Regions from separate parts of the Macaca mulatta genome. Here regions 1 and 3 are each linked to region 2. Evidence: chromatin contacts called from public Hi-C data. All regions are on one chromosome and are shown on one strand. The core of a region is the stretch at or near the end of the contact, and the rest is flanking DNA. Distances in the headings are between cores, read along the strand shown.

The links. Hi-C and Micro-C count contacts between places; a contact is called where the count stands out from the background.
Region 1: a contact with region 2 is called in a Hi-C map of cortical neurons, with 4 times the contacts expected there. The contact joins the promoter of NCAPD2 here to the promoter of GAPDH in region 2. A contact is called at or near these places in 3 of 14 Hi-C or Micro-C datasets (cortical neurons, fetal cortex germinal zone and liver).
Region 3: a contact with region 2 is called in a Hi-C map of liver, with 2.0 times the contacts expected there. The contact joins the promoter of VAMP1 here to the promoter of GAPDH in region 2. A contact is called at or near these places in 3 of 14 Hi-C or Micro-C datasets (CD4 T cells, cortical neurons and liver).

Annotation. Positions count from the first base shown.
Region 1 is chr11:7,444,816-7,447,616 of T2T-MMU8v2.0, reverse strand. NCAPD2 (non-SMC condensin I complex subunit D2) reads right to left here and starts at 1,529. Exons shown (of 32, transcript XM_001105024.5): 1 at 759-1,529. It overlaps MRPL51 (mitochondrial ribosomal protein L51), which reads left to right and starts at 1,581. Exons shown (of 3, transcript NM_001194316.2): 1 at 1,581-1,850; 2 at 1,936-2,046; 3 at 2,441-2,801. The coding sequence starts at 1,772. The coding sequence ends at 2,637.
Region 2 is chr11:7,484,240-7,487,131 of T2T-MMU8v2.0, reverse strand. It overlaps GAPDH (glyceraldehyde-3-phosphate dehydrogenase), which reads right to left and starts at 1,331. Exons shown (of 9, transcript NM_001195426.1): 1 at 1,289-1,331; 2 at 974-1,019. The coding sequence starts at 1,002. LOC144332744 (a long non-coding RNA gene) reads left to right here and starts at 1,954. Exons shown (of 2, transcript XR_013400804.1): 1 at 1,954-2,358.
Region 3 is chr11:7,424,986-7,427,876 of T2T-MMU8v2.0, reverse strand. VAMP1 (vesicle associated membrane protein 1) reads left to right here and starts at 1,425. Exons shown (of 5, transcript NM_001261331.1): 1 at 1,425-1,565. The coding sequence starts at 1,564. LOC144332754 (a long non-coding RNA gene) reads right to left here. Exons shown (of 2, transcript XR_013400815.1): 2 at 157-1,630.

The DNA of each region.
Region 1 (2,801 bases), core at 280-2,779, 40 kb after region 2:
ATGGTTTTTAGTTTTATAGCAAGCTAGTAGCATTATCTGGTTCTGTTACTTCCCCATCCCTAACATATATAATGGCTTTTAGTTTTATAGCAAGCTAGTAACATTATCTTACAGGATCTGAGATTGACCCTGGACTAGAAACTAATTCTAGTAGTGACACTGGCACTTGATCGTGTCAGTTAAACCCCTGGACTTTATCTGTAAAAACAGGGTTACTAAACTCTGATTACTTCACAAAGTTGCTCTGATGATCAAACGAATCAAGCAGTATAAAGGTGTTTAAAGAACTATAAAGTGACATATTAATGTGCAAAGTATTATTTCCATTTTTATGTGCAAAGCTCCTTAAGTAGAGAATGGTCCGATCTCATCTGAGGCCAGAACAGTGCCCCAGCATGGGCTAGTGGGCTTCCTGCACCAGAATGGTAAGAGCATTAACAATGATGATTTATTTATCCTGTGCCAGGTCTGTTAGGCTATTTGCATGCATCATATCTGATCTAAGTCTCCTAACCTCAATCCCATGAGGTGCATAATAATACAAATGAGTTTACAGAGCGGATATTGCAGTAAGAAAGTTAAGCGATTTGCTTAACATCTTCCGTTGCGGATCTGTCAGACTCACAGTTTCTCCCACATCGCGCCCCAAGGTTATATCTACTAGACCTCCCTGCCTATTGTATATTGCCCAATACTGGGTCATACTGACATGTACTCGATTTTTCTACTCTTTTACGACCTGCAACACCACATCTTACCTGGGGATCTCACCCGCGGCTCTGACTCCGGCAGTCAGGCTGAAATGAAAAGGAAAAAACACTCGGGCACAACACGCACCAATTAGCAAGGCAGTTTTCAAGTTGGCGGAGAATCCGGCCAATCCCCGGCAGGCAGAGGCAAAGGGCCGCCTCTGAGTCTGGCAACGCGCGGGCAAAGCCACAAATACCGAGTTCAAATTTCAACGGCTGCCAGGGGGCCAATCGCGACGCTCGCTGGAGCGGCCGGCCAATCACAGCGCCGCCTGGGGACGTGCCAAGGCTCCGCTCCGGCAAGGTACCCCTTTGCCCGGTCGGCGGGGAGGAGGCCGTATTTCTGCCGGCCAGAGATGTCGCGTCCCTGGCTGGGCAGTAGTAGTGCCCTGGAATAGTGAATCATTCAGTCACCCCCAGGAAAGGAGGCCAGTCCACGCTGGGAGTTAGAAGACATCGCCTCTAATCCAGGTTTCTCCATCTCCTCCGCTAAGTGACGTCCAGCAAGTCACTTCACTTTCAGGGCCTCAAATTTCCTTCCCAGTAGTAAAATGGGGGTAATAAAAAAAGCTACAGCGCAAGACTGTTGTGAGGCACAGAGAAAGGGCTTGGTTTTTGGAAGCGGGTTCCAGGTTCTCAACCTTCATTTCCTTCACAGTTGAAGGACGCCAAAAAAAGCAGAAAGGGTGAATTTTCTTGAAATCTCAGTTTTGGGGAATCTTAGCAACCAGTCGCGGACCTCAGCTTGTCCGGCGCTCCAAAACTTCCGGCGGGCGAACCGGAAGCAATGAGGCGGGAAGGGTGGTAGAGGCCCCTTCGGCCGGAACCCGGGGGGCGGGGCTTGTGGCTGTAGTTGATGGGGCGTAGGTGGGCCCTGCGCCCACAGCTACCTGGGTAAGGCCCAAGATGGCTGCCCTCGTGTGAAGTCGGCGGGGACGGTTCCTGTCGTCATCTTGAGGGCCACGTGTGGCCCTCACTCCTGGACTTATTTGGTGTGTTGTTGAAGCGGGGAGACTAGAGAAATGGCAGGGAGCCTCTTATCTGGGGCAGGCAGGCGCCTGTGGAACTGGGTGCCTCTGGCGTGCAGAAGCTTCTCTCTTGGTAAGTGGCTGCTGTAGACATCCGGATAACTGCTTCGTAGTATAATAGGCGGCTCAGACTAATTCCCTCCCTTCCCCATCCCTAGGTGTGCCGAGATTGATCGGTATAAGGCTCACTCTCCCGCCCCCCAAAGTGGTTGATCGTTGGAACGAGAAGAGGGCCATGTTCGGAGTGTATGACAACATCGGGATCCTGGGTACGACTTGACCTTCGACGTGGTACACAATTTCAGAATAGCAATTACTCTGTAATGACTATCTTTTTCTCCTGTGTAGAGAGTGGTACTGTGCTCAATAGTAAGAGCAAACACTTATGTAGCTGTTTACATTGTGTTTGTCACTGTTCTGAGTACCCTCATATAATTTTTACTTCATAAGTAAAAGTTAACAATTTTTCCAAAGTTAATAAATGATAGTATAAGAATTTTAACCCCAAGCAGTCTGGCTCCAGAGTCTCTGCTATTGTTCTGTACTGTGATGTGTCTTGTCTATAGGTGCTGCTAAGCAAGATGCAACTGTGGGTTGAAAGCTTAGCTGGTGTAGGATGGGTTCTCTTGTCTTGGATCTAATGTGTTCTCTCACATTACACAGGAAACTTTGAAAAGCACCCCAAAGAACTGATCAGGGGGCCCATATGGCTTCGAGGTTGGAAAGGGAATGAATTGCAACGTTGTATCCGAAAGAAGAAAATGGTTGGAAGTAGAATGTTCGCTGATGACCTGCACAACCTTCATAAACGCATCCGCTATCTCTACAAACACTTTAACCGACGTGGGAGGTTTCGGTAGAAGAGAAAGCTGAGAACTTCGGAAAAGGCTCATCTGTCACCCTGGAGAAGGGAAACTGTACTCTTCCCTGTGAGGAAACAGCTTTGTATTTTCTCTGTAATAAAATGGGGCTTCTTTGGAATTTGATAGCCACATACTTCTGTTTTCCTCTAGATGCTGCCTCT
Region 2 (2,892 bases), core at 82-2,581:
AGACCAGGGTGCGGTGGGAGATCTGGTTTCTGGAAGACGGAATGGGGAGAAGGGCAGGTTTCCCGAGGCTCCCAGACACCCAATCCTCCGGGTGACATTTACAGCCTGGCCTTTGGGGTGGGGTCAACGCTAGGCTGGCAGGGGAAGAGGGGGGCCATAAGGTGAGCCGCCGCTGCAGAAAGGGGCCACCGCCAGAGGGGCCATTTTGCGGTGGAAATGTCCTTTTCCAACTACCGATGACTCAGCTCCCCCCGGCTTGGCACCAAGCCACAGCCACCACACCTCTGGAGGGAGGGGACACAGGAGGACCTCCATAAACCCACTTCTTTGATTTACCAGAGAATTATCTAGAAAAAGCATCACCCGGAGGGGAAATAGGGCTTGCAGCTCAGGGGCCGACTTGAGAGCAGGGGCCGGGAAGCCTCGCTCCACCTGACTTCCCCGCCACACGCGACTCCACCCACCGAGGCAGGAGCGCAGGGTTAGTCACCGGCAGGGTTTCCTAACGGCGGCCCATTCATTTCCTTCCCGGTTGCAACATGGCGGCCGCTCTACCGCAGGCGCAGCCTCCGGACTGGGATGCACCCGCTGCGCACTAGCATCCCGGGGCCTGCGGTGCCGGAGGCCATGGGGGAGGGGCTCCTCTGCGACACGTGACCTCGCAGAGCGCGAAAGGAAAGAAAGCGTCCCCAGCTAGGGGTCCGGGTCGGATGGAATCTCGGGCGGGAGTAGGGACCTCCTGTTCCTGGGGACTAGGGAAGGCAGGCCCCGGGCAGATGGCGCCGCAAGGGCGGAGCTGCACAGGGCGCCACAGCCTGGGTGCGGGGCTCCGCCAGGTCCGAGCGCTGACCTTGAGCTCTCCTTGCCGGACGCAGCTACCCTACCCCATACGACAGCAAAGACCCGGAGCCCGCAAGGCTCGTAGACGCAGTTTGCGGGCGGCCCAGGGCCCCCCAGCCACCCACGAACTCACCCGTTGACTCCGACCTTCACCTTCCCCATGGTGTCTCAGGGATGCGCTGCGCGGAGAGAGAGAACAGTGAGCGCCTAGTGGTCCCGGTCGACACCCACGCCTCCCCTCCCCTCCCCTCCCCCCACCAGCCTCCATGCCCAGCCCGCGCCGCATCACGTCCTCCGCCCGCCCCTGCAATGCGGAGGCAGCCCGGGCCCGGACCCGGACCCTGGCCCGCGCCCACCCCGCAGCGGCGCGAACACGTCCGGCCCACGCCCGCTCCTGCCGCCTTCAGGCCCGTCCCTAGCCTCCGGGCTCCTCTCCGCCCGTCTTCACCTGGCGATGCAAGAGAAAATGCGGCTGACTCTCGAACAGGAGGAGCAGAGAGCGCAGGGGGAGGCTGCGGGCTCAATTTATAGAAACCCGGGGGCGCGGCGGCAGGCGGTGACTCTGACCCCGCCTCCCGCCGGGCTCAGCCAGTCCCAGTCCAAGGACTTGAGGCCTGAGCTACGTGCGCCCGTAAAACCGCGAGTAGCGGGGCCCTGCTTTCTCCCTGCTCTTTTTTTTTTTCCGCAGCCGCCTAGTTCAACTGGGCACGCATCAAGCGTGTGGGCCCCGACGGAGGGGGGAAGGGACTGAGACTGGCCCGATGGGAGGTGATCGGTGCTGCTTCCCAGGACTGGAGTGTGGGCAGCAGGAGACTAGGGAGTCAAGGACGGGGGCCCTTACACGCACGGATGAAACAGGACTTTGGGAGCGACTGAGATGGGGAATTGGAGCCCGAGCCCTGCACGGCTCGCGGCTGCACGCGGCCTGCCCCCTCCCCTTTCTTTCAAAGGCTGAGAGGCGGGAAAGTTGGGGAACTTCTCCTCGAGGCTCTGCGGTAGTGACACCGGAATAGCTGAAGCAAAGGGCTAGGAGGGGCCCGTGGGCCCTTCCCAGCCCCCACTTCCCCCTCCCCATCTCCTGGCTCCTGGCCTCTCTGGGACCGAGGCCTGGCCTGGGCACTGGGCAGTGGGGGCCTGGAGAGGAAGGAGGCTCGGGAGGCGGCTTGAGGGGGAGGTTTCTACACGGAAGGTCACGATGTCCTGCAGCCCTGTAGCTTGGACCTGATGATTAGGGCAGACAATCCAGGCCCTGTGTGCACCAGCGGCTCTCCCCGGGCTGGGGCCCCAGGCGGAGGACAGGATGGCTGGTGGGGGCCCAGAGGCCTCCCACAAAGTCACTCCTGGAGCCCCGTGGGCTGTGCTGCCTAGGGTGAGAGACAGTGTGCTTTTCACTCCATCCAGCCCGGGGCGAAGAGCGGGACGTGAGGGCGGAAGTGCCTCCCCGCCCTGGGACGTGCAGGCGAGCCAGGAGCCAGGGACTCCCCTTCACTGGCTTCGCTGGGGGATATTGAGGGCAGGGTGAGTCAAGAAGAGGGAAAAAGTGGGAAAAGAGGTCTTGGGCACATGGTGGGAACAGGCCCCCTGCCCCTTCCCACAGGGTATCCATTTCTCTGGTAGGAGGGCAGAGGGCCAGGTTTGTGAGTGTGGGATGGGAGCGTGCTGAACACTTGTAAGGAAGGGGGTGGGGTGGGGTGGCCTTGGCCCATCAGCAGGTGCATGGGAGGGGGATCCTGGGCCTCTTTGCTGGCCCAGCATAACCTGACACCAGCCCCCTGCCCTTCTAGCTAAAAGCCGTTTGCTAAGTTTAGCCCGCCTGGTGATAATCTTTGCTTAAAAGGCACCCACAGGACTCCAGTCCTTGTCCCTGTCTTTCTGGGATTGCCTTTCCTCCTGGGACCCAGAACCAGGCTGTGTCCTCGTCTGGCTGCCATTGGCATGGTTGGTGCGGGCTTTTCACAATGACCACCCAGAGCAGAGTAGCAAGAGCAAGGCAAGAGGGTCCTTAATGGTGGAAGGGTGGGGTGGGGGAGTGGAGGAAGCCCCACCTCTGAC
Region 3 (2,891 bases), core at 176-2,675, 59 kb after region 2:
ACTACATTGCGTAGAAATTCGTGGACATCCAAGACTGAGTCAAAAAAGTGAATCCCTAACAATCAGTTTCTGAATGTGAAGTTTTAGGGATAGTTACCATGTTATTGTTTTCTATTTCCCTTTTTATGCATGCACAAGAGTGAACTATGATAGAAATTGGTATGTATATAAATCTGTATTTTCAATACATGTAAAGCAAAAATGCTAAATGGTAAGGAAAGCATTTGTCACAGATAATTTGCAACCTTTTTTTTTGAAACAGGGTCTTGCTTGTTGCCCAGGCCAGAGTGCAGTGGCCTGATCTCGGCTCACTGCAACCGCTGGCTCCCAGGTTCAAGCGATTCTCTTGTCTCGGCCTCCCCAGTAGCTGGGATTACAAGTGCCCGCCACCACACCCGGCTAATTTTTGTATTCTTAGTAGAGACAGAGGTTTCGCCATGTTGGCCCGGCTGGTCTCGAACTCCTGAGCTCAGGTGATCTGCCTGACTCGGCCTCCCAAAGTGCTAGGATTACAGGTGTGAGCCACTGCGCCCCGCCATATAACCTTTTTTCTTAGTGGAACATAAAATAATGGTGAATTTTCCAACTGATAGAGTCCAGGAAACGGATAATAGTGAGCAGAGGGGAAATAACTACTGGAATACCAAGAAGGAAAAATCAGCTGGACTTGGCAGATAACTGGGGGAGAGGTAAAGGTGAAGGGGAGGCAATCTAGGATGGTTTCCAGGTTTCTGGTCTGGGCTACTGAGTCGATGTGGTAACCTGGACTGGAGCAGATTTGGGAGGGAGTTCAATTTAGGAAGGCTATGTTGAAAGAAACTGAGGAACGAAAGTTTCATGCTTGCTTTGGTGGGACTGAACCCCGCATCTGCTATCTGGCACCGGGAGCTTGTGGCTGTGTCTCGAAGCTCCCGCACCCTCAGAGCGTTAGTCAGAGGCGGGGCGGTAGGGGCGGAGCGAGGGCCAGGGCTGGGCACCAGGGCTGGGCACCAGGGCTGGGCGCGCCCCAGGGAGCCACCGCCTCCCGCGGAACGCGCGAGTCCGGGCACGGGGCGGGGCAGGGGCGGACACGGTCTTCAGTAACTGCCCAGCGATTGGTTGGGAGGCACCACAAACGCCTAATGAACTGCTGAAGCGCCCTCCGAAGGCACAGACCTCACCTCCACCCCGCCCCGTCCCTCCGCCAGACTGGAGCGCAAGCTATGGTTGCATTGATCACCGAAGGCTCCTCACAGCAACCGCTCCTTTCCGGAGTCGGATGAGAGGAGACTTGTGACTGGCAATTGGCAGGGGCGGGGCGGGCTAGGCCTGTAGCGCTGGGCGACCGTCCTGGGCATGGATTGGGCCACGGGGTTGTCACCGTTATCCGGGAGGCGTGGTCAGCGCTAATAAAGGCGGGGGCCGGCGCGGCAGCTGCAGTAAGTTCCACCGCAGCTAGACCTCGGAGTGGTCGGCGCCAGGCGGAGCTCGTCAGTTCCGTCCACTTCAGCTGCAGCGTCCCCCGCCGGGTGTCTCGCCGCAGCCTCGGGAGAGGAACAGACCCTCACTCTCTCTGTCAGAAAAATGTGAGTTGACTCTGGTGTGGGAGGCTCGGCACCTCCTTGACAACTCTCACTCCAAGCTCCCGACTCTGCGGGACGGAAAATGGCGCATTGCAGCAGCTGCAGCAACGCGGGGAGTCACCACCGCGCGCCGCCTCCGGACCGGGCCACCCCCAGGGAGGGGGGCTAGCACCCCATTCTCGCACCAGCCACAGCTAGCACCCCACGGGCAGTGCAGGGGCACAGGGGTCCCGCAATCACTGCACCCTCTCCTGTCGTCTGAGTGGCGCCTCATTCTGGTTTTAGTATAGTGGAGACTCGGAGAGGGCGGGGGCTGGGGGTGGTGGATGGGGACAACTGGGCAAGGGACTCGAAAGGCATTTCTGTCATCTGGCTAAATAACTGCTTAGCGCTTCAGGAAAGACAGTCATGGGTGCAACTGCCAGTTGTTAACTTGGGTTGCCCTACAATCTCTGGATTTGTTTACCCCTCACCCAAAGTGTGATGTCTAGCCCCCCTCATGGCAGTGAGCAAAGTTCCAGAAACTTATCTGCCAGTTCTCTGGCACCAGGTGAGCAGCTCAGAAAGACTCAAGGGGTAGTGGGATAGTGGCCTGTCATCCCAAGCGGCTGTTCATGCCGAGGCCGCTCGTATAAGAGACGTTTTTCTATCACCGAGTCTTATCAAATATTTGGAGGAGAAATAGGGAGAGCGGAGCTTCCTCCTTTCCTCCAACACACACAGTTTAGTCTCCAGCAATCTTCAACATCACCCCCTTCACAAGATCCTGTGGGAAAACTACGGCTAAACAAATGAAGTACTTCTCTTTCAAGACCTCAATATGTCTAATACAGATTTTTTCTTTCTGATTCCTACCCTGGCCTGGTCCTAGATGTATTTATGTTGCTTCTATAAGTGACAAAAAAGGGAAAGATTTACTTGTGTTACATAAGGGTTGTAATTATCCCTAGATATTTTACTGCTGAATGTTTCCAACTCCCAACAAGTAGTAAGTGAAATTGGCCTTGCAAATACTTCATAGCCATTTCACTTTTTCTTTTGATTACTATGGTTTTAACCAGATATGAGTGTTCTATGCATTTTGGGCAAGCCGTAGAATTCCAGTTGTTTTCATTTTGGGGCGGGGGCCTCCAGATGGTATCCACGTGGGATGAACAGAAGGCAACGGAGAAATCCTGGTGGCTAGCGGGGCATCACGAGGTCTCTGACCTTAATCTTGTCATTGGTGCCACCATCCTGGACTGCTTCCAACCCTGGCTGCTACCTAGTCATTGAATTTTCTGCCTTAAGTCGAGAACTAGATTGCTTAGCTAGCTCAGTGGCAGGACA